2 separate regions of the Sus scrofa genome follow, and region 2 is linked to region 1. Evidence: chromatin contacts called from public HiChIP or PLAC-seq data. All regions are on one chromosome and are shown on one strand. Each heading gives the region's core, a stretch centred on a gene start, on an enhancer-like site or on the middle of the called end of the contact. The rest is flanking DNA. Distances are from core to core; before and after follow the strand shown. Region 1 holds the start of FBXL7 (F-box/LRR-repeat protein 7). Region 2 overlaps FBXL7 (F-box/LRR-repeat protein 7).

What was found. HiChIP or PLAC-seq counts read pairs in DNA pulled down with a chosen protein or histone mark.
Region 2: an H3K27ac HiChIP or PLAC-seq map of skeletal muscle shows a contact between it and region 1, with 10 times the contacts expected there. The contact joins the enhancer-like site here to the promoter of FBXL7 in region 1. A contact is called at or near these places in 5 of 47 Hi-C or Micro-C datasets (fetal heart ventricle, heart right ventricle, retroperitoneal adipose tissue and 2 more) and 1 of 2 datasets of contacts at active chromatin or transcription factors (skeletal muscle).

Annotation. Positions count from the first base shown.
Region 1 is chr16:4,781,500-4,788,128 of Sscrofa11.1, reverse strand. FBXL7 (F-box/LRR-repeat protein 7) reads right to left here and starts at 3,677. Exons shown (of 4, transcript XM_003133850.6): 1 at 3,129-3,677. The coding sequence starts at 3,204.
Region 2 is chr16:5,082,900-5,089,528 of Sscrofa11.1, reverse strand. All of the region lies in intron 2 of FBXL7 (F-box/LRR-repeat protein 7), which reads right to left. Among named protein-coding and RNA genes, the nearest start is that of FBXL7, 300 kb to the right of the region's middle. Within about 2 kb of position 4,193, at least 16 of the 83 cell types and tissues checked have an H3K27ac peak or open chromatin away from gene starts, as enhancers often do. A contact at or near this core is called in retroperitoneal adipose tissue, skeletal muscle and subcutaneous adipose tissue, where this site is marked.

The DNA of each region.
Region 1 (6,629 bases), core at 2,428-4,927:
AAAACACTGGAAACACTCAATATTGATATACACATACCTTTAATCTCAGGAGAAGAGCAGAGATTTCAGGACTGATAGAGTTAAGAGAAGAAGTGGCAATGAGAAAGGAAGAGAGAGATGAAAATAAAGGTGATGACAAAGGGAAATGGGCATTTGCTGATTTCAGGGCAAGAACCACTTTTAATTTCCCTATTTATTATTTATTTCCCAACTTATTTCCCTTCTTCCCAAGGCTCCAATAAGTGGTCCATTAAGGCATTATAAGAGCGAAATAAAATGGAGGGCTACAGGCTCAAGGGTGCACTCATAACAGATAATGCCAGGAAAAAAAAAAAAAATTTCTCTCCTCACTCTAGAGAAGAAAGACCCCAAGATTAGGTGACAACTGAGCAAGTCACCAATCAAAGGTGGAATCAAATCTCCAAACTCCCTAATCAAAGCTCAACTTTCCACACAAGAACTGCCTCAAGTTTTAAAACGCAGCTACATTTCTGACAAGCTCTCAGGTGACACTGAAGCCACTGGATCTGGGATGACACTGAAGTAAAAGCTTCTGCCCCACTGCACCTGCTAAGGTTAAGTCTTGGGAATTTTTTTTTTTTTTAATAAAAGAGATATTTCCCAGGAGTAGGAGAAAGTGAGGTTACAGATGAAATGCTGCAGTTCTAAAAGTTCGAATAATTCACAACAATACTTGTAAAATTTAAGGGCCGTTTACATGGTGGTGTCATGCCATGTCATATATTTAGCAAGTAAAATATACTTAAGTTGCAGATTTTTAAAGTACACACAAACACCTGTGTTTCATAGTTACGGGATCTCTCACTGAGCTATTCTGTGGATATGCATTCATTACTAATTTCTCCCTTTTGTTTGAAATATACCACACCTAAATTGCACAAAGTCTATATAACTATCTTAATTCTCATTCTCCTTTGATAACAGAAATACTATGTCTGGGAGTTGCTTTCACCATCTTTGAAATCTGACATTAAAATGTCTAAAGATAAGATGGCACTAACACACCAAATTCCAAAGGGCTTATTGCATAGGTTTTACCATCCAGCACTCCAACAACACAAAGTAATAAAGTTGACCATACCCAATTACACATATTCTATTACAACTGTATATCACATATATTATAATGCCATATATTAGGCGAGGTTCAGGGTAACTGGGGGCGGGGGAAGACTTTTGAAAAGCTCTTATTGGCCTATTTCTCTCTTTTTCACCTATCACAGAGAAACTCCAGGCACTTGAAGAGAGCTGATGAATCCTTGAACATAATGCCTCCTACCCCAGCCAAAACTCAGTTACCTCCCAAAGCCTCCAATTGGTCGCCTTGAATCAGCTGAGCCCCAAAGGCTTTTCCTGTAAAAAGTCCACAGTGTATCTAAATCGGATCCCAGTAAAATTTCGCTTCAGCCCAAGTGAAAATGCAGAGGTAGCATTCACGGATAACAGCTGGAGAACATTAGTCCTCTGTCTCTCCTTTTCTCTCCCAAGGGTTGAAAACTCTGCTGTTCAGACAGGAAGTCGTCATACACCGCACACTGCACAATACGAGAACGCTGGGATATTAGAACAAGTTGCGGAGGATTAGGAAGAGTGTGAGGGGTTTTGTTCAAGAACCCGGAGCAGCAACTTCGTGTTCCTCTTGCGTGTCCATCCCCCACCCCCTCAACCAGTGTTCAAGTAGCATAATGTACACACACCCAGAAATGACAAGCACACACTTCACTCCCTGACAGCTTTTTAAAAACTCAGAGTAAGGAGGCTTAATCTTTCAGTTTTCCACAAATTTCTTAAACATTAACTGCTTTTTTTTGGAGGGGTTGGCCAAGATTCTCCAATAATCTTTTTTTTTTTTTTTTGGCATAAATTCATGTTTGCTATCTTCACCTTCTACTCTTTCTTTTTTTAAAGGGAAATTGTCACAAAAAAACTCTCTCATAAAACTGCCCGGAAGAAGGAAATACATATATTTCCTATATAGGTGGAACTCAAAACATGATGCTCTGGAAAAGAATGATTTAAACAAAAGGTTCTTGTGGATACGGTTTTTTAGGGTCGGTTTCTGCTGTAATTTCATAAAGCTGCTGAGAAGGAACACAGACAAAAACAGGGGAGAGGCAGCCACATTCGGGGGCCGAAGCTCAAAGTTTTGAACAGGATGATAGGAGTTTCCCTAACACCACATGCTGAGTAGCCATTCTGCATTCCTACCAGTCTGCAGGCGCTGGACCCTGTTTCTGACCGCCAGTCCTCTGGGGGCGGGCTGCAAAACCGACCCTGTCTCTTCCACTACCCTCCAGCCAAGTTCACTAAAGACAAACCTTCCCAATTTCTCAACTGTGGGAAACGCTTTTGCTGTATGCCTATCAGGGGCATGCTGTTAATCAACTGGGTTACAACACTACGGTTTTATGCAAAGAGGGGGAGGAGGGGCGAGGGAGAAGCCAACCCACACATCCATCATCCTTTTAGGAGGAGGTGGAGTTTCAAGTTTCCCCAACTTCCAAGTTCCCACTTGACAGGCAATATTTCTGTGCAATTTCCAGCCCCACGTAACAGATGGTCCTTTGCCCGTCTCAAGCAGGGAGAGCGCCCAGACAAAGCCCCCCGTCACTCCTCGCCTTGCATGGCCCCTAGGTGGTCAGTTTCACGAAGCTGTCAGCTCGGGGGCAGTGAGCAGAAAATGGAAACTTAACTTCTTCCAGAAGTTTTTCCTGCTACAGGAGAGTCCAGGGGACCGGTGCACAAAGGCCTGAGAAAGTTTTCACTATGCTGTTTTTCCAAAACGTCTTCCGCCATCCGCCAAACCACCGTCCTAAACCCCAGATGCCCAGAGAAGGAAAGTTGAGGCACGTGTGTTCAGAAACACTGCAGATAGACAACTCGGGCCGTCCCAAAGACAACCTGGGAAGTTGCTTAAAGCGACCCCCGCGGGAGGAAAGCATTCTCCGGGCGCCGAAGCACTCAGTGCCAAAGGGGAAGGTGATGGCCCAGACCGGTGCCAAGTGGGGGTGCGCCCCGGCAGCGTGCGAGAACCTTCCTTCTCGGACTGAAGGGCGAGGGGAAGGGGGGGTGCGAAACGGGAGTGTGAAGACGGGCGGCCCACTCACCCTCACTGCCGTACTGTTTGCCATTGTTCGCGCCCATCCTGCTGCCGTCATGCCCGCCGTCTCCCGGACACTCCATAGCTGGGGCGCACCGCCTGCGCGCTCCGCCAGAGGAAAGCCCGCCCGACGGGATCGTTAGCTGCGCATACCCCACGCTCCGGCACCGAACTCCGGCCGGGGGCGACCCCTGCACGCCGGTGGGAGGGGGCGCTCTGTTCCCTGCTGGCACCCCCGACGGCGCCGGGTGGGGCCGGGGGCAGCCGCCGCCCTTAGAATCCGCGTTCGGGGCCGGCGGGCGCAGCGTCGCTGAGAGCCCGCGCCCCGGGGCCGCCCAGAGGCTCGCCGCGTCGCCGCCGCCGGGTCCCCATCCGCCCGCCCCGATCCCCCTGCGGTGGGCTCTAAGCCGCGCGGGTGGCCGGGGCTCCTGAGCTCCGCTGCCTCCTCCTGGCGCCCCTGCGCACCCGCGGCTTCCCCGGGAGGGCGCGGCGGCCACTTGTTGCGGGTGCCCGGAGCGAGCAGAGACTCAGGGCCCGGCGCCGCTCGCCCAAGGGCCGGACTTTTGTTAGCGCCAGGCGCCTCCTCTCGCCGCCCAGCGTCAATCACAGCTGGAGCCCCCGGGAGGAAGGCCGGCCCGGAGATGCGCGGCCTTTTAAAGGGGCAGCGCGCCTTTTTGGGGCTGGAGCTCCGGCCCCGGCCTCGGCGCGGGCCCTGCTCGCCGCCAGCGAATTGGCGTTGAGCGAAGGAACGTGCTCTTGGCTCTATTTGACTATTGTTCTTTTACAGGCTGGGCCCCTAATTAATATGATAAAATCGTCTTTTGAAATCCCTTGGGTTTGCCTGCAAATATGGCCTGTTTTAGATGTGGGGGCGTCTAACATAAACACGCATTAGAGGCTGATTCTGTCTGACAACTTCAGGTGCTTGTGCTGGCATCCTCCTGTGGCTCCCACGTTCGTTCGGGGACTGGGGCTGGGAATGGAGGAGCGAGGGAGGGAAAACTTTAGGGGAACTTAGCAGGGAGGCACCGCCGAGCCAAAGACATTCCCCGCCCCGGTGCAGGAGGTTTCCTGGCTCAGAACTTTTAAGAGCTTCCGAGCCAGGAAGTGTATTTTCTGCCTGTTTCAATGATTTTTTTCCTTGTGGTTGGTGTTACCCTTTGTTTAATCCATTACAACCTCTTTTGGAGATTTATATGGCACTTCTAGAGTCTTAAAATGGCCTTTTGGTGTTCCCTCGTTTAAATGGAAAAAGGAAATTCTTCTTAATGTTTTATTCCTTTCCGTATAAATACCTTGAATTTTATAGTATGTGCATCTTAATAAAGACCGAGACATTCACAGCGCAGATTAGTTCTTTGAATTACTTTGCAGGGAGACAAGCACACAGCACAGTTTCTCCTTATAGGTGTTAGATGTTTTAAGTTAAATTAAACGTGAATTTTACATATATATATCGAGTGGAGACCCAGGATTTTTTTTTTTTTTTTTTTTTTTTTTTTTTTTTGGTCTTTCAGGGCCACAGGCATATGGAGATTCCCAGGCTAGGGGTGGAATCGGAGCTGTAGCTGCCTGCCTACGCCAGAGCTACAGCAACACAGCATCTGAGCCGCGTCTTTGAGCTAGACCACAGCTCATGGCAATGCCAGATCCTTAGCCCACTGAGCAAGGCCAGGGATCCAACCCACGTCCTCAAGGATGCTAGCTGGCTTCGTTAACCAGTAAGCCACTATGCGAACTCCCAGGATTTTTGTTTAATTACCTTTTTCTTAAAAGGCTTGGGACCACGAGCAGAGATTGTTAGTGACTTGATATTCTGTAGGTTCTATTGGGTTAATTTCCTTTAATTTAGTACATTTTCTTTCTTAAAGATAAGACAAAATATCATGTTTCAATTTTTTCTTTTTAGGGCCGCACCCACAGCCATGGAGATTCCCAGGTTAGGAGTCCAATCGGAACTACAGCCGCCAGCCTACACCACAGCCCCAGCAACACCGGATCTGAGCCACATCTGCCACCTACACCACAGCCTGTGGCAATGCTGGATCCTTAACCCACTGAGTGAGGCCAAGGATCAGACCCACAACCTTATGGTTCCTAGTCGGATTCGTTTCCCCTGTGCCACGAGGGGAACTCCACATTTCAAATTTTTAAAAATCTAGATTTACTGTTCTCAGAGATCATATATTAAAAGAAAAATAATAATTCATTATTTTTAAGGACAGGGTTCAATAGTTTTGTATTGTATTGATAACATTTCAGCTGTCTCAGTCTAAAGAGATTAAGAGCAGTATTTCAAGTCATCCTTTCATATACGTAATCTAGCACACTACCTGGCCAATGATGTTTCCCGTGTCTGTTGATTTAAAATAAAAACTTATGTCCCGGGCCTAATATATAGGAAATAAGGGTGTCTAAAATGTGGAAGACTTAAATGGGTTTTCAGAGACTCCACCTGAAATATAAAGCCAAACTAGAAATGAGCAGATGTCACATTTTCTTCATCCAAACTGGGTCTCTGCTCACTGGATCCTAGTGATTTACCATCACTATTTAGAAATTGCCCTGGATCTAACCCTGATTCAGGTCATTTTGGAGACTTGGTTGAAGATTAACCCACTATAAAGCAATGTAGTGATGGACACTCATCCTAATATTTGGTGTTAAGTCAACAACTTGCTTTTTTAGAGACTGCTGTCTCCCTAATCCTCTCTGTCCCTCTTTCAAGGTCTACAAATCTGGTAAGTGACAAGAGAAGAAACTGAAGCTCAAACTTCAGCTTGAAATATCTAGAGTCATCCACTTGGTAAATGTCAAATGAATTCAGATTATCAGGCCCCCTCCTCCCACCCCTCTGCCTCTCTTGATCTGGCCTTTATTCAACTTGGAGTCACGTCCCTTCTTTTTGGTGGAGTCACCTTCCAAGATTTTAATCTCAGAACAAAGCTAATAGTGAAAAGTAAATTGTAGGACATTTATCTCCATTGAAATTAAGGTCTCCAACTATTTTCAAGGCTCTATTGCCTGCCATCAAGGGGAAGAGAGACAATCTAGTTTGAAAAGTTCCAATATAAAACAAAATAGAGAAAACACTAACTTGATTTTGCACATCCTCCTGATTATAAACTATTAATAGTCACTGTAAAATCTTGGGGAAGAGTTACACAAAAAGATAGAAAAGACTACTTCTGCTTAAAATAAAGGTGCATTCACATGTATATATGTTTTAAATGTCAAAAGTAAGGTACTGTACAAATATGTGATTTCAGCAAAAAAAAAATTTCCAGTCTTTTTACTCAGACACCAAACCTAAACCCTCACCTTTCAATACACATTTGTAAGATTCTTGAGGAAAAGATGATGGGTTTTTCACCAATGGCTTCTCAAAGCCAGTACAGTTCCTAACACAATGTAGTCACTCAGTAAAAACCTGCAGAAGGAATGAATGTTGGACAGAGATAAAATGATTAGAATGTTGTTCCATTTCCTCTCCCTGTCTTTTTTAAGA
Region 2 (6,629 bases), core at 2,944-5,443, 300 kb before region 1:
GAAAGATGGAAAGGGTAAAAATACAAATGTAACATTTTCATGTCTACATCTTGTTTGATCATTTGCTTCACCTGTTAAAATGCCTACCACTTACTAAGAACTGTGCTACATAGAGGACATATGGAAAAAGCCACGCACATGTGCCTCATGGACTTCAGAGCTGGGAGGAGAGGAAGAAGTATTAAACAAATATTGATACAATTTATTATTTCATTTCAGTTTTGATAAGTGATATAAGAGAAAAAGGTAGTGGCAGCTGAACCACAACATTACAGCTTTCACTAAACAAATCCAAGGCAGAGCAAATAATGATGAAAATAAAACATGGAACTCACATTAATGTTTCATGTTTTATTCTTTTTAATACTAAATAAGCTTTATGGATAATTACTATTCAACAATATACATTTATGCACCTTCTTAGTATTACTTGTGATGAGAGAGATCTAGAAAACATTGTTTTGAATTCATTTCAATATAAAACATTTCCCCCTATTATTTTTGCATAAAATGAAAACTATGGCTCTTTACCATCTGATTTCTTTACTGATATGTATTAAATAGACTATATATATACCAAAATAGATTAGAGTGCTATTTGCTAAACTGGGCAACAAAGTATTTTGGGTTGCAACAAAGTCAGGGTTTGCAATTTTGGCTGACAAAAGATGGTAACACTCAGATACTGTGTTTCAAGTGGACTCATCAACATGATTTAGTTTATGCAAAATGAAAGCTTTTTCAAGTCATCTTTTTTCCTCTTTTGCCTTCCATTTCAGTTTCCTGTCTCAGATCTTTGCACTGATGAACTGAATAATCCTAGTTCCTTTCCTCTATTGTTAGAGTCTAGCTATTGCTTGTCTTTCAAAAAGTTTAAAGCTATTTCTTTTGCTTTAAATGATTTGATCTTTCTCAGAGTATCAAGCATTTATATGTGCAAATGATTATTTTAATATTATTTTCTCTTTGAGACGCTAGAGATAATCATTTCTTTCTTTCCTTTTTGCTTTTAGGGCCATACCTGTGGCATATGGAAGTTCCCAGGCTAAGGGTCAAATCAGAGCCACAGCTGCCAGACATAGCCACAGCCACAGCAATTTGGGACCCAAGCCATGTCTGCAACTTACACCACAGCTCACAGCAATTCCAGATCCTTAACTCACTACGTGGGACCAGGGATTGAACCCACACCCTCATGGATTCTAGTGGGGTAGTTTTCTGCTGAGCCTCAAAGGGAACTCCCTAGAGATAATAATATTAATGGCTAATAATTATTCAGCATTGACTCTGTATTAGGCCCTGTGCTAAAATCTTTATGTACTCTATCAAATTTAATCTACCCTAACAGCCCTATGAAGGTTCCCAGGCAGGCTAGGGGTTGATTGGAGCAGTAGCTGCTGGCCTACACCACAGCCATAGCAATGAGGGATCTGAGCCGTGTCTGTGACCTACATCACACTTCATGGCAACATTGGATCCTTAACCCACTGAGGAAGGCCAGGGATAGAACCTGCATCTTCATGCATGCTAGTCAGATTCATTTATGCTGAGCCATAACAGTAACTCTCTATGAAGTCGATTCTATTAGTGGCCACTTTTTTCGGGGGGGATGAAGTAAGTTTCAAGGAGGGTTACCAATTAGGATTCCAATCCAGATCCCAAGCTCTTTTTATTTCCAGGTTTGTTTTTTTTTTAATTTTTAAATTTAAAAAAATTTTTATGGCCACATTTGGAAGTTCTGGGACCTACACAGCAGCTGTGGAAATTTCAGATCCTTTAAGCCCACTTCATCTGGCCAGGGATCAAACCCTTGTCTCCACAGAGACCTAAGCCGCTGCAGTTAGATTCTTAACCCACTATGCCACAGCAGAAAGCCCTGGATCCCAAGCTCTTAGCCACCATGATGACGGCCTGGCAAAATAAGTGGTGGGGGCGGGGGTGGGATGCGGTGGGGGGACAGTTCCTTTCGTGGTAACCCCGAAGCTCTGTGGGGGTGAAGATTTCCCACGGGCAGTACTGAAGTTCAACATTCAAGTAACCATCTGCATAAACCATCCCTCAAATATGCATACATTGTCTGCTTTGGAATATGCAATTATACAGATGTTTGTGATACAGGCACACTGACACATTATTGTTACGTATAGCAGCTTCACATGATGATGATTATTTGCTGCCCACTAGCAAGAAAACATTTCTTCACAGTTAAACCCACAATGGTGGTTTAATACTAAGGTAGAGGTTCCTTCTGTGAGTTCCACTCCAAGAAAATGGCTGAGGTTTGGATAGTTTATTGGGTGAAAATAATAGCCAGCTGTCTTCAGAGATCCAGGATGGGCAAAATGATATCGTTAATGAAGGCAGGCTTTTTAACAGGTACCCACATGAATTTTGAAAAGTAGTGGTTAGCAGCACAAAATACCCCTACATAAGCTCACAAATTGTAATGTCAGGGAGTTCCCATTGTGGCTCAATGGTAACGAACCCAACTAGTAATCATGAGGATATGAGTTTGATCCCTAGCTTCACCAAGTGGGTTAAGGATCCAGCGTTGTGGTGAGCTGTGGTGTAGGTCGAAGACTTGGCTTGGATCCGAATTGCTGTGGCTGTGGTAGAGGCCTGCAACTGCAGGTCCAATTCTACCCCTGGCCTGGGAACTTTCATATGCCATGGGTGTGGCCCTAAATAACAAAAAAAAAAAAAAAAAAAGGGTGGTTTAATGATTAGGATTTGGTGCTTTCACTACTGCAGCCCAAGTTCAGTTTTTGATCTGGAAATTGTGATTCCCACATCAAGCCACTGCATGCGTGTTTGTTTTGAGTGTGTGTGCACACACACACTTGTGCACATAATAAAATTAAAACAAATTATGCTGTCATTAATTCTATACCTTGAGTCCCTACTGTGTGTCAGGAACTAAGCAAGCACTAACAAAAGCAGGGTGTAAAATCACTCAAATCCTTGCTTATGTGGAGTGTCCAAGCTTCCCCTTACAAAGGAAGCCCAGGTGAAGAGCATCCCCACTGGTTACTGGCCACTTGGGACAGATCTCTTATATCATAATTTATCAAGTTGCTATTATTCATGTGTTCAGTTTTACTAGGGAAGAGGAAGGGTCCAAGGCTATGCCATGTCCATCATTATTCTCAGGACCCAGTTTGCCATCTCTCACTCTAATAGGTACTGAAGGTATGACTCTGAGGCAGCCCCACCCACAGTGTCCACTGAGATGGGGGAGGGGTGAGTCTAAGCTGAGCTTGAAGAGGGAGCTCTGGGAAAATCTATCACTGACCATCAGAAGTACACGGCTGGATACCGAAAGCTTTACAACCAGAAATATATTTTAAATAAATTCAAGAGTTCATTTGATTCCTCTGAAATATATAAAGACTTGGTAAGTGAAACATTTGACCTAGAGGGGGAGCTTAAGAACTTGATAGGACTCTGAGAAAGATGAAGAAGGAAATTGAAAGAAAAATGCCCATTGTGGACTCCACAGGAAGCAGGCAAGGGGCTAGATCATTTCCACACAGATATTTCAGCTTATTTGGAGAAAGAGGAAAATAAAAAATTATTGGTCCTCCAGAGTGTGTGAGTCATTTCCAAGACAGATGTGCCCCCTGCTGCTGACAGACCTGGAACAGCTGTTGTGTTTCAACTGCCAAGTCCTAGGCTGTGGTCACAGGGCGACGGAGCAAAGAGTCAGAGTCCCCCGCAGCTGACAGATCGTCTGTGCTTTCACCGGGCTGCGGAGCCCAACAATTTCCAGCTCTGGACGATCTGTGAACTCAGAGTGGAGAGTGCCATGTGGATTTGCCCAGCCAGGCTCAGAGGTTCCTTCCAACCACTGGCATAGATACTGCCCTGAAGTGCTTCCTTGCTGTTAGACATCTGCGTATTTTGTGATTACAAGAAATAAGTGGGAGTTGTTTCTGGAAAGGATCTTATGAATCTGGAAGCTCAACTGATGACACCATTTCCAGAAATGTTAAAGAAAAGCAGGGATTTGAGGCAAAAATAAGTCCCTGTATTAGGGGGAATTTGCTTAAAACCAGTTTGCAGTTTAACTCTCTTCATCAGGAATCCTGAATATCAAGGATTGTCAGAAAACTGCATTTAAGCACTCTGCTACACTGCCTCAGGATGGGCTGAATTCTGCCCACTGGTTACAGTAGCTGCTTTTTCCTCTCCAGACTGTGGGGCCACTTCCTTCTCCAAGCCAGCTCTTTGGGGCTTCCAGGACGTAGTTCTTCCCTCTCCGTGGCTCTCTCCTTCCTGGCACAGTTAGGGTCATTTGTCAGCTAAAGTGTGTGTATGGGGGAATCTCTAAAGGCAGGGTGGAGGAGTGACCTAACTCCATGTGCCAGAATGATCAGTTTTTGTTTCTCATACTGGACACATGTGACAATTGGGCAGCTTTGGTCCAGACAGGTGGACTGAGGAGGCTGCATAGCAAATCACTGCCCACCATCCCCCTCACCTCCCACTGTGCTCTAGGCTGATTCTGTCACTTGTCCCAGGGCAGAGCGGCTTCTGGACACAGGTAAGACCCTACCCTCTTTAGCCGGTGTATCTGTGAGACACACTTACCAATCCATGATTAGTCCTGTCTGACCCATAGATTTGTACTGGGCTAATCTTCCTAAAGAATAGAGTGACCATGTATGCAAGGTGTTGAGCAAGTCCTATTTTATACCTGATGTCCCATCCTGATAATTATCAAAACACCCATCCTCGCACATGAGCCCCAGTGTAGGAGAGGAATCCATGATGCTGTGGCAACATTACTTCTCTGCGCAAAATCTTTAAACAACTTCACATCCATTGCTAACTTCCTCATCTCCAAACTGTTTTAAAATATGAATTTAAGTCATTTACTCTATTTTTTTTCAAGCTCTGCCAGAGATGTTCTTTTTGCTTTCGTATTTATCTTTGTCAAAACTCATTTAGAAAAGGGAACCCTCCTGCACTGCTGGTGGGAATGTAAACTGGTACAGCCACTATGGAGAACATTTTGGAGATACCTTAGAAATCTATACATAGAACTTCCATATGACCCCGCAATCCCACTCTTGGGCATCTATCCAGACAAAACTCTACTTAAAAGAGACACATGCACCTGCATGTTCATTGCAGCACTATTCACAATAGCCAGGACATGGAAACAACCCAAATGTCCATCGACAGAGGATTGGATTCGGAAGAGGTGGTATATATACACAATGGAATACTACTCAGCCATAAAAAAGAATGACATAATGCCATTTGCAGCAACATGGATGGAACTAGAGAATCTCATCCTGAGTGAAATGAGCCAGAAAGACAAAGACAAATACCCTATGATATCACTTATAACTGGAATCTAATATCCAGCACAAATGAACATCTCCTCAGAAAAGAAAATCATGGACTTGGAGAAGAGACATGTGGTTGCCTGATGGGAGGGGGAGGGAGTGGGAGGGATCGGGAGCTTGGGCTTATCAGTCACAACTTAGAATAGATTTACAAGGAGATCCTGCTGAATAGCATTGAGGACTATGTCTAGATACTCATGTTGCAATAGAACAAAGGGTGGGGGAAAAATGTAATTGTAATGTATACATGTAAGGATAACCTGACCCCCTTGCTGTACAGTGGGAAAATAAAAAAAAAAAAAACAAAAAAACAAAAAACTCATTTAAGTGGACACATGGGAAGGTAATTTTGGGATGACTTATCCACAATTCAACACATGGGGTGCAAGTGTTTGGGAAGTTCATTTTTTTTCCGCTTTGACTAAGAAAAAACGACCATCTAAGTGACAGACTCTATGTCATTTTAGAGAATGAAAGCAACTAGCTGAGGCAGTCTACAAACAAGCAAAAGGCAGAATGATGGGGACAAATTAAACAGGATTATTTTTAAGTTTTTAATACTTTTGTTAAATGAGTCAATCTGTAGTTGACTCATTTTGCATTTTTTGGGGGTCTAGTTACTATACTTATAGGTTATAGAGTTATATCAGATGATCTTTGTTGTTGTTGTTGTTTGTCTTCTTTTTAAATTTTTTTTTTTTTTTTTTTGTCTTTTTGCCATTTTCTTGGGCCGCTCTTGCGGCATATGGAGGTTCCCAGGCTAGGGGTCGAATCGGAGCTGTAGCCACCGGCCTACGCCAGAGCCACAGCAACGCAGGATCCGAGCCGCGTCTGCAACCTACACCACAGCTCACGGCAACGCCGGATCGTTAACCCACTGAGCAAGGGCAGGGACCGAACCCGCAACCTCATGGTTCCTAGTCGGGTTCGTTAACCACTGCGCCACGACGGGAACTCCCCTAAATTTTTTTTTACAAACCCTTGTGGCAAGGGCTGACTGAATAGATGGCAGTGAGGGAGCTGCTCTGCTATGTACGACAGATCAGGTGATCTTGAAGAACGGCATTTGGAAAGTTTGATTCTGTAATTACGAGTTTTGTTTTTGTTTTTGTTTTGTTTATTTTAAGCAGGTCAACTTGAGAAATAAACATAAAGGCTGTAAGACAAAAATCAGTCTTCACTTTTCTCTCCCTATTTTACTCAGAGCCTGAAAAAGGAGGGTGAGTCTTCTATCTCCTTTAATACGCAAATAATTTTCCAACTTAAAATAAATAA